Linked DNA regions of Sus scrofa: region 2 is linked to region 1. The links are chromatin contacts, called in public HiChIP or PLAC-seq maps. All regions are on one chromosome and are shown on one strand. The core of a region is the stretch at or near the end of the contact, and the rest is flanking DNA. Distances in the headings are between cores, read along the strand shown. Region 1 overlaps ANKRD10 (ankyrin repeat domain 10). Region 2 overlaps ARHGEF7 (rho guanine nucleotide exchange factor 7).

Region 1 (4,038 bases), core at 445-2,944:
TGAGCGAGGCCAGGGATCAAACGCGCAACCACATGGTTCCTAGTCGGACTCTTTTCCGCTGCGCCACGATGGGAACTCCCACTTCTGGTTCTTTACTCAGATAAACAACTGAGCTTTGCAGCTTCGATGGCTTCCAATCAGCGGCACATGAGTCATTTTCAACACTGGAACGTGAATATTGGTTCTAGAGTACTCCGCAAACTGTTGAAACAGTTTTAAAGGAAAAAGTCTTAATAAAAGAGAAACTCGTATTCTCAATGATTAGTATGTGGAAGAAACAGAGGAGTGATCTGTGTGTCCGAGAAAGACCAGACGTGCACAGGTATGAGGCCCAAGACACCCCCCAACAGGGACGCTTTAAACCGGAGGCAACAATCTAAGGACGTCGGTCTCTGGCGACGTTTCTCTTCATCCTCCACAGGCCCCAAATCAGGGACAGGTGAGGCCCCATCCTCACCACGAAAGAAGGCACTTCCGAGAAGGCAGGGGTCAAGAGGCCGCCTTTGAAAAGGGGGAGGGAGGGAGGGCCCAGGAACCCGCTGATAAGCCCTCTCAGCCAGGCCCAAGGCCGCACGGGCCACGCCTCCTTCCTCCTGCCCCGCGGCACCAGAGGGGCTAAATCGGTGCACTGAGAACCAGGGGAGCTTCTTGGGGCAAAGCCACAAACTCTCGACAGAAAAGACAGCCCTGGGGCTGCAAGCACAGAGAGCTCTATGCATCCATGCTCTCGATGCCTGGTTTTGGTTTGGAACTGAGGGCCAGGGTTCTTTGGGGAGAGTGATATTCAGGTTAGAGCTGCAATTTCAGACCCCTGAAGAGCAAGTTTTTAAAAAGGTGCCATGGAGTTCCCATTGTGGCTCAGTGGTTAATGAATGAGACTATAGGAACCATGAGGTTGCAGGTTCAATCTCTGGCCTCGCTCAGGGAGTTAAGGATCTGGTGTTGCCATGAGCTGTGGTGTAGTTGCAGATGCAGCTCAGATCCCAAGTTGCTGTGGCTCTGGTGTAGGCCGTCGGCTACAGCTCCAATTCGACTCCTAGCCTGGGAATCTCCATATGCCGCAGGTGTGGCCCTAAAAAGAAAAGAAAACAAAACAAAACCATGCCAAACCATGATGCCCTCCCTCCTCCCCCCAAACCCAACAAAACTGGCTTCATAAAAGCAGGGACTTTGTCTCCTGGCTCCCTCCAGCCGTGCCCAGCAGCGTTTCATCAATGAGTGAAGTCCAGGCTCTAGCCGCAAAGGGCACACACACAGAAAGCAACGACGACTAAAAATAACTCACCACCTCAGATGAGACCAGCTCCAAAATGAAGCTGGACATGAGGGTGGACCCGCCGCTAGGGGGCCCGAAGAGCTGGTGGCAGAGCCTTTGGGGACGTTTAAAACAAAGGGAAAGGCTCAATACCACTCTAAGGACAGAAAGTGATCCCTTACCCAGGACCTGGGGCACTAGGGGCTCAACTTGGATGCGCTTCCTTGTAGATATGTCCCTTTTTACATTCAAAAATTGTTTTATTTTAAACATTTTTAGATGTGTCTTTTGTTTATACAGTTCCTCACCAACACAAGGTAAAAATGAACAGACCAAAGGCTTTCAGATTTGAGTCGAGAAACCTTAACGGGGAGGCAGGCGCTAGGGCAGACAGCCTGGAGTTTAACCGAGCTCTCTGCAGGCTTTCCCTGCAGTCTTGGCAGCGCAGCTCCCAGAGGACCTGCCCGCCAGGGCATCCAACCACCTGGCGGCAGACCCAGCTGCCCACAGCCTTGCTTGAGCAACGCACCTGACACGGACGCCTTCATGTCACTCCTCCCAGCACCTGGAAAAGGGCTCAGACAGCTGGATGGGGACACTGAGCGTGTAACCGGACGCCCTGAAGACCGCACCACAAGCCACGAGTGAGAACTGGCTTCTCGAATCCTAAGGACAGAGGGTCTGGACTTGAATTCTCTTCCTGTCACCACAGATCGTGCACCTGCGGTGTCTGTCTCACACACCTACTGCCATCGCCAAGGAACTGTTTAAATATTCCACATTGCACCTGAGAAGGTGGCTTGTAGACATTCCAGAACATTTTTCTTCTAAAATCACCCATCTTGATTCCATTTGTTTTAGAAAAGCAGCTCTTTCCCTTCCTCCCTGTCCCAGCTGAAGAGAGAATTACTGGACACTTGTACACGTCTTGCCTTTCACTCTGGCCGCCAAGCAGGTATGGGCTGATGAGGCAAGACTCCAGGACCTGTCAGTGCATATTTGCGACAAAATCATCTAGGATTGGCTCAGAGGAAGCCCTCCCAGCTCTCCCTCCCCACAGGAGGAGTGCCGGCCAGGTGTGGCCACGGCCCAAGAAGCCCCCCCATGCCCAACCTTGGGGGACCAGGGAAGAGGCTTCATTCGGGAAAGTGCCCGGACCACACAGAAATCTGCACACGAAATTTCACTTAAAACTTGAGAACTGAATAAAGCCCCTAGTTGGTTCTGAGACTCTAAAAATAAACTATTTCTGATCAAGCTTGAAACCGCCAGAAGGGCCTTCCTTTGCCTCTGGCAGAGGTCTGCAGCTTTACAGAAACTGTGCCACCAAGGGGTCAACTGTGGAGCATGAGCCTGCCCTGCCCACAGAAAGGCAGGACTCGTACACACACACAGGGTTTTAAGTGCCGGGCACAATTACAAAGATACCTGGAGCTTATGGAAGCTGCCTCATCAGGCTTATTCTAGCTTTGCAGGCAGAGAAATCTCTTAATGGGGAAAAAGAACCCACACAGCGCCATACAGTACGGAGCTTTGGCGAGCTAACAGGTGTCACTTCCTAGTAAGACCCATGCAGTAAACATCATCTGATGTGTGATCCCTGCCAAGGACTTCCACACAGTGGATCCGAGGGAAGCCTGGGCTCCTGAGACGGACGGGTGGGCTCTCTTCCCCTGGGCCTCCTTAAGGGGCCAGTGCGGGAGGGCCTCAGTGCCGACCCACAACCAAGGACGACACCTCACACCCCTTGGCCTTCCTGCTGACCTGGGACTCTGATCACCAGGGAAACGCTGTCCCTGCGAAAGGGGACGGGGGAGGGGTCTCCTTGGGGGATTCCCTCCATCATGAACTGGAGCTGCTCTCTGCTACCACAGAGCACTTTACCCAGACGACTGGAGGTCCTGTTAAAGCCACAACCTTCCCACCACAGCGACCTTGCGAGGGACTCCTTCCTGCCAAGGTCTCAGCCGCGCAGGCCAGTGGCTGGGGAGATTCAAGAGAGCAGGTCAGTGAAGATGCCAAGGACACGGAGGAGCAGGAACACCTGTGGAAAACACCAGGGAGGGATCTGGGCTTTTGTTTAAAGGACGTGGAAGGGAAGGTGCTTCTGAGACAGAGTGCCTGGAACAGAGCGTGCTAGGGCCCAGCCCTAGCGACTCCCGCTGCACCCACCACCCAGCGCAGACGCCGAACCAGGTGCAGGAGGTTTGCTGGACTCAAGACTACAAGACAATCACTTGGTTCTCAAGTGCAGTTCATCCCGATTATACGGACAAAATGCTGTATCTTGAGGGATTAAAACAAAACAATCACTTATTATTAGAACACAATTAGGAATGTTCTCTCTGGTCAAATTTTTTTTTTTGAAAAGCAAATGTTAACCATTTACCGCAAGTCCGAGAACACTAGGGACACACCCAAAGTTCAAGTCTTCTGTAAACGTAACACACATGGAACTGAACTAAAAGGAACTACATTACGGATGCAATTCCTCTCACCTAAGGGTGTGAGTAATCAGCTAACATGTACCACTCACCAAGCTCATTAAGTCACATCCACCCCCCTCTCTCCTGGTCTTTTTAAAGCCTGGTGAACATGAGTAATTAAGATTAAAACCAGGAAATAGAGTCTTCAAGTTCATCCTGGGGAAAGTGTGCCGAGCAACTTCTTACTGCTCGTTTTAAGCTAAGTCATAACGTAGATACTGTTCCCAAAAGGTGTTTTTGTATTAACCACCTAATGTGATAGATGAGATGCTAAGATCCATAATTTACCTATTTGAT
Region 2 (4,038 bases), core at 845-3,344, 140 kb after region 1:
CCTGCCTGGGAGACTTTCTTGGGTGACTGCTGGGCCGTTCAGATGGCACGAGGTGTGGGACCCATGGACTGGAGCGTGCACTGGATGGACAGTGTTGTAAAAATTAAGTGTGTATTGCACTGTGAGTGGAGGACGGGGGTGTTTCCCCAGCGATGCTGGTCCGTCCACACAGGGTGCATGAGCACCTTCCCTGAGCCTTGTCCCGAGGCGGCACAGGCGCAGGTGTCTGCTGGAAGCCCTGCGGAGTGTTGGGTAGCACCTGCCGGCAGTACGCGGAACTGGGATTACAGGGCCGTGGCTGCAGCTCCTGCAGGAGGGACAGTGACGCGGGGTTGAGCCTCAGACAGGAGGAGACCCTGCGGTCGGCCGGGTGGGCAGACCCCTGGGCGGGCAGAGGGCCTGCCAGGCTTCCTGCTTGGCCCCCAGGCTTCTCGGGGTGGTTTGTGGAGTCGAACCACCAAAGCCCTAGGTGCGGTGAGTTGTCCTAAATAGGAATTAAAGGGGAATGGTGGCATTCGGGGTCCTGACTGCATAGGGGTTTGTGGTGACCCGGAACCTCGAGGGCAGAGTTCTGGTGCTTTCTTGGAGATCACAACAGGCTTGAAGGGAGGGACGCCTGTGCGGCGCTCAGATCTACCCGACCAGGTAGAGAGCTCAGGCCGGAGAGCAGGCCAGCGGTCACATTGTAGTCCCACCGTGTCCCTGCGCTCACGCTCGCAAGCGCATTAACTGGTACTGGGGTCGAAGTGAGTGCACAGTGTACATAGACTGGCAAGTAGACATTAAATGGAGAAAGGCACTAGATTTTATGGCATGCAAGTACTGGGCCTAGTTTTTTAAAAAAACAAACATGTTCTCAATGAAAATACTTGGTCATCAGCTTAATTTTTTGGCTTTATTTATTTGTAAATAAATGCAAATACTTTCTCGTTTCTCACCGTGACAGCTAATTCTTACAGTCTTGAAGCCAGCCGCCGGTTGCTGGCCCTCCAGCTCCCCCTGTCTGGCATCTGTTTCCTTTTCAGCGTCCGGGGCTTTTGGCTGCGCTGGGCGGGCGGGGCAGGGAGTGTGCCTGCTGCATCTCGTGTAGGGTGGCAGGTCACCGTCCCTCTGCTGTCTGCCGGGCGCTCGTTCTGGTTCCTCCTTGTGAATGGAGCCCGCTGGCTGGCCTGACCGCGGAGCTCGCGGGTGGCGGGAGGCTGGCCGGCTGCCCTCAGGTGCAGGTGCGGCCAGGGACAGGCCGGGAGCCGTGGGGACGGACCCCGGCCCCCATTTCCTCGCCCTCTACCCGAGGGGAGCGTTCAGGCTCTGAGGTGGAGTTGGAGCTCTTGGGTTTCACTCGGGTACAGTTGTCCCTCCTGTTCTCTCCGGGCCGGTTCTGTGGGCCTGGCAGCACCTCGTTTGTCACTTAGGCCAGGAAGCCAGCACAGGCAGCGGACTTTGCCTGAGTGCTTGGCGTCTCCTGGAGGACGTGCTGTGCCCTGTGGTTCCCTGGGGCTGGCGGGCCCTCCACGGGGCTGCCCGGGCTCCTTCCCAGGGCTGTCGAGAGCACCTCCTGGTCATGAGGCCCCAGGAATCCCGAGCCTCCGCCGCGGTGCTCGTGGGCCCCTGCTCCCGCCTGGCACTGCAGTGGATTCGTTCTTCAGGACTGTCTTTCCACGCTGCCCCTCCTGTCATTTCAGCAGGATCAGGGGAGGGATGGCAGGCGACATGTCTGCATTTTATCGTCGTGAAGCCTTCTCAAAGTTTGAGTTTGTAACCACTTGGTTTGAGTGTGAAAATTCACGCGATGTACTCGTCGAAACGTCGGCACCGTGACTGATGGTCAGCATCTGCCCAGATCCCTCCTCGGTCTGGTGCCCGTGTGGCTGCTTTTGAAGGGCCCGTCTCACTGTCCCTGGGAGACGGGACCAGGAGGCTGTCACAGGCCGGTGGGGTGCTGCATCTGTGCTGGGTGTGTCTGCGAACCAGCCCTGCTCCTCCGGCGCTGCCCCCTGACCCCTGTGTGGCGGGGGGAGCAGCAGTGACTGCTCGGACTCAATCCTTTGTCATCTGGAACCTGTCACGCTGTCCTTTGCAGCCTTGTTTGGCTGTTTGTGAATTAGGTTGGCACAAGGTCTGCGCAGGGCCCCCGCGGCCTCAGCAGGTGCTTCATCCCTCTTCTTCCTGTCCTCATGGCGCTTTGGCGTCCCTGGCCAGATTTCTGTTTGGGGCAGTGGCTCCTTTACGGAGAAGGAAGGTCAGCGGCCCTTTCACTGTGTCAGCTGTCTTGCCCAGCTTCTCGGGACTTGGTTCTAATCCTCCACCCCCAGCCCTTCCTGGAAACTAACTAAAACTTGTCTTGTGTAGCTGGTCCCAGTCCTAGAATTTTGGCTGTTGATATAGTGGAAGCCACAAAATAGAATATAACTTAGCTGTCGTTTTAAACTGAGAGAAATTGGGGGCACACTGGGTGAAAGTGCTGTGTATTGATAGACTCCGTCGTCAAACTTTAATTTTATCCCTAGGGTGTGAGAGTAGGTGGGATTAAGTACCATGTCTGCAGAAGCCAAGAGAGTGAAAATTCCCTGCTGGCTCTGGTTCCCATCCCCCAGCCACGTGGACCATTTGCATTAAGCTTAAATAGCACAACTTACTTAAGATTCATTTTTACTCATCTAGTTCTAAAATCACACATTCCATTTGACACCGTGGTAGGACAAGATTGTATTTTTAAACTGAGAGCCGCACTCCAGAACTCTGCCTAAGGCAACCATTTCGTGTGCAAAAATAGCTTCTTCGTAACCTCCTCGGAGAAGCCGACCTGGCCCCTTGCATTCGGAGTGGCGTTAAGGCTGCGCGTTGAGAAAGCGCCGTGGGGCCTCGTTGCTGTAGGGCCTCTCCATCGGTCCTGGGGTGGTGGGAAGAGGACGTCGCGCACGCCTGGCCTTTTCTCTTTGGGTGCGTTGAGGGGCGTCACCAGCCGGGGATGACATTTAGGGCGAACATCTGCTTTTGTCGCGTGGGTGGGGGGGTGGGGGGTGGCTCGGCTGTGGTGGGGGTGGCGTGAAGGCTGTTGCAGCGGAGCGGGTTCCTTCGCGTCGTCTTACTGGTCCCGCTGGTCTGCACGGGCCTGGGCCTGGGCTGCCCTGCCCCCAGCACCGCGTCCCGCGCTTGTGAGCTCGGCCAGAGGCTTTTGCGTGCTGTCGCCTGGGCCTTGTCCACGTCCGCTTGCTGTGCTGCCTCTCTGGCCATGTGGTCACGACTCAGGCAGGCCAGGAGCAGCTGAGGTGGTGGTGGCCTTGGTGGCTGGGGCCGGGGGCTGGCAGTTGTGTGGCCTTATGGGGAAGGACATCCTTGAACCTTCAGCCCACACTGCGGAGAGTAGAGTCGAGAGATGGCCTGAAGCTCCTGTCGCCGGGCTGGTGGTTCTTGCCTTTCTTCTTTCACAGCGGCACCCGAGGCCTGCGGAAGTTCCCGGGCCAGGCGCCGAACCCAGCTGCAGCTGCAGCAAGGCCGGATCCTGCAGCCCTGCACCGGGCCAGGCCCTAACCCGGGCCTCCACAGCGACCCGAGTCACCGCTGGCCCAGTCTTAACGCACAGGCCACAGCGGGACCCTCGGTCTTGCCGCCCCTGACCCGACAGCCCCGCGAGCCAGTCCTGTCCTCTTTTCTTTGAGCCAGTTTGAGGGGGGTTCACTTGGACGACTCCTGACTCACAGGGCCTTTGTTACTTGAAGTGCAACACGGTCTGTTTTGCGACGTAGCCTTTGCTTTTCCGCTTGCTTATGTGGAAGAGACGGTTGATTTCCAGCACCGTCCGTGACTTTGGAAGCCGAGGCGAAGCAGACTCAGTGATGTGTCGGATCTAAGGGTTGGCGTCTTCCCGTTGCCTTTGGCGGCCGACACCGTAGGCTTGTCCTGCCCGTCCTGTGTCCATCGCCGACACGGGGTTGCTCTGCTCTGAGCATCCTGTTTTATTTCGGATCCAGGCTGATGGAGCAGTGCCAGTGCGGGCCTTGCCGTTCTTACAGGGCAGACCAGAGAGGCTGGCTGAAA

The links. HiChIP or PLAC-seq counts read pairs in DNA pulled down with a chosen protein or histone mark.
Region 2: a contact with region 1 is called in an H3K27ac HiChIP or PLAC-seq map of skeletal muscle. The contact joins two enhancer-like sites. A contact is called at or near these places in 5 of 47 Hi-C or Micro-C datasets (embryonic fibroblasts, epiblast stem cells, fetal skeletal muscle and 1 more) and 2 of 2 datasets of contacts at active chromatin or transcription factors (alveolar macrophages and skeletal muscle).

What each region holds. Positions count from the first base shown.
Region 1 is chr11:77,329,752-77,333,789 of Sscrofa11.1, forward strand. The region is part of intron 4 of ANKRD10 (ankyrin repeat domain 10); the gene reads right to left. Among named protein-coding and RNA genes, the nearest start is that of ANKRD10, 24 kb to the right of the region's middle. Within about 2 kb of position 1,695, at least 13 of the 83 cell types and tissues checked have an H3K27ac peak or open chromatin away from gene starts, as enhancers often do. A contact at or near this core is called in skeletal muscle, where this site is marked.
Region 2 is chr11:77,466,742-77,470,779 of Sscrofa11.1, forward strand. The region is part of intron 2 of ARHGEF7 (rho guanine nucleotide exchange factor 7); the gene reads left to right. Among named protein-coding and RNA genes, the nearest start is that of ARHGEF7, 41 kb to the left of the region's middle. Within about 2 kb of position 2,095, at least 2 of the 83 cell types and tissues checked have an H3K27ac peak or open chromatin away from gene starts, as enhancers often do. A contact at or near this core is called in skeletal muscle, where this site is marked.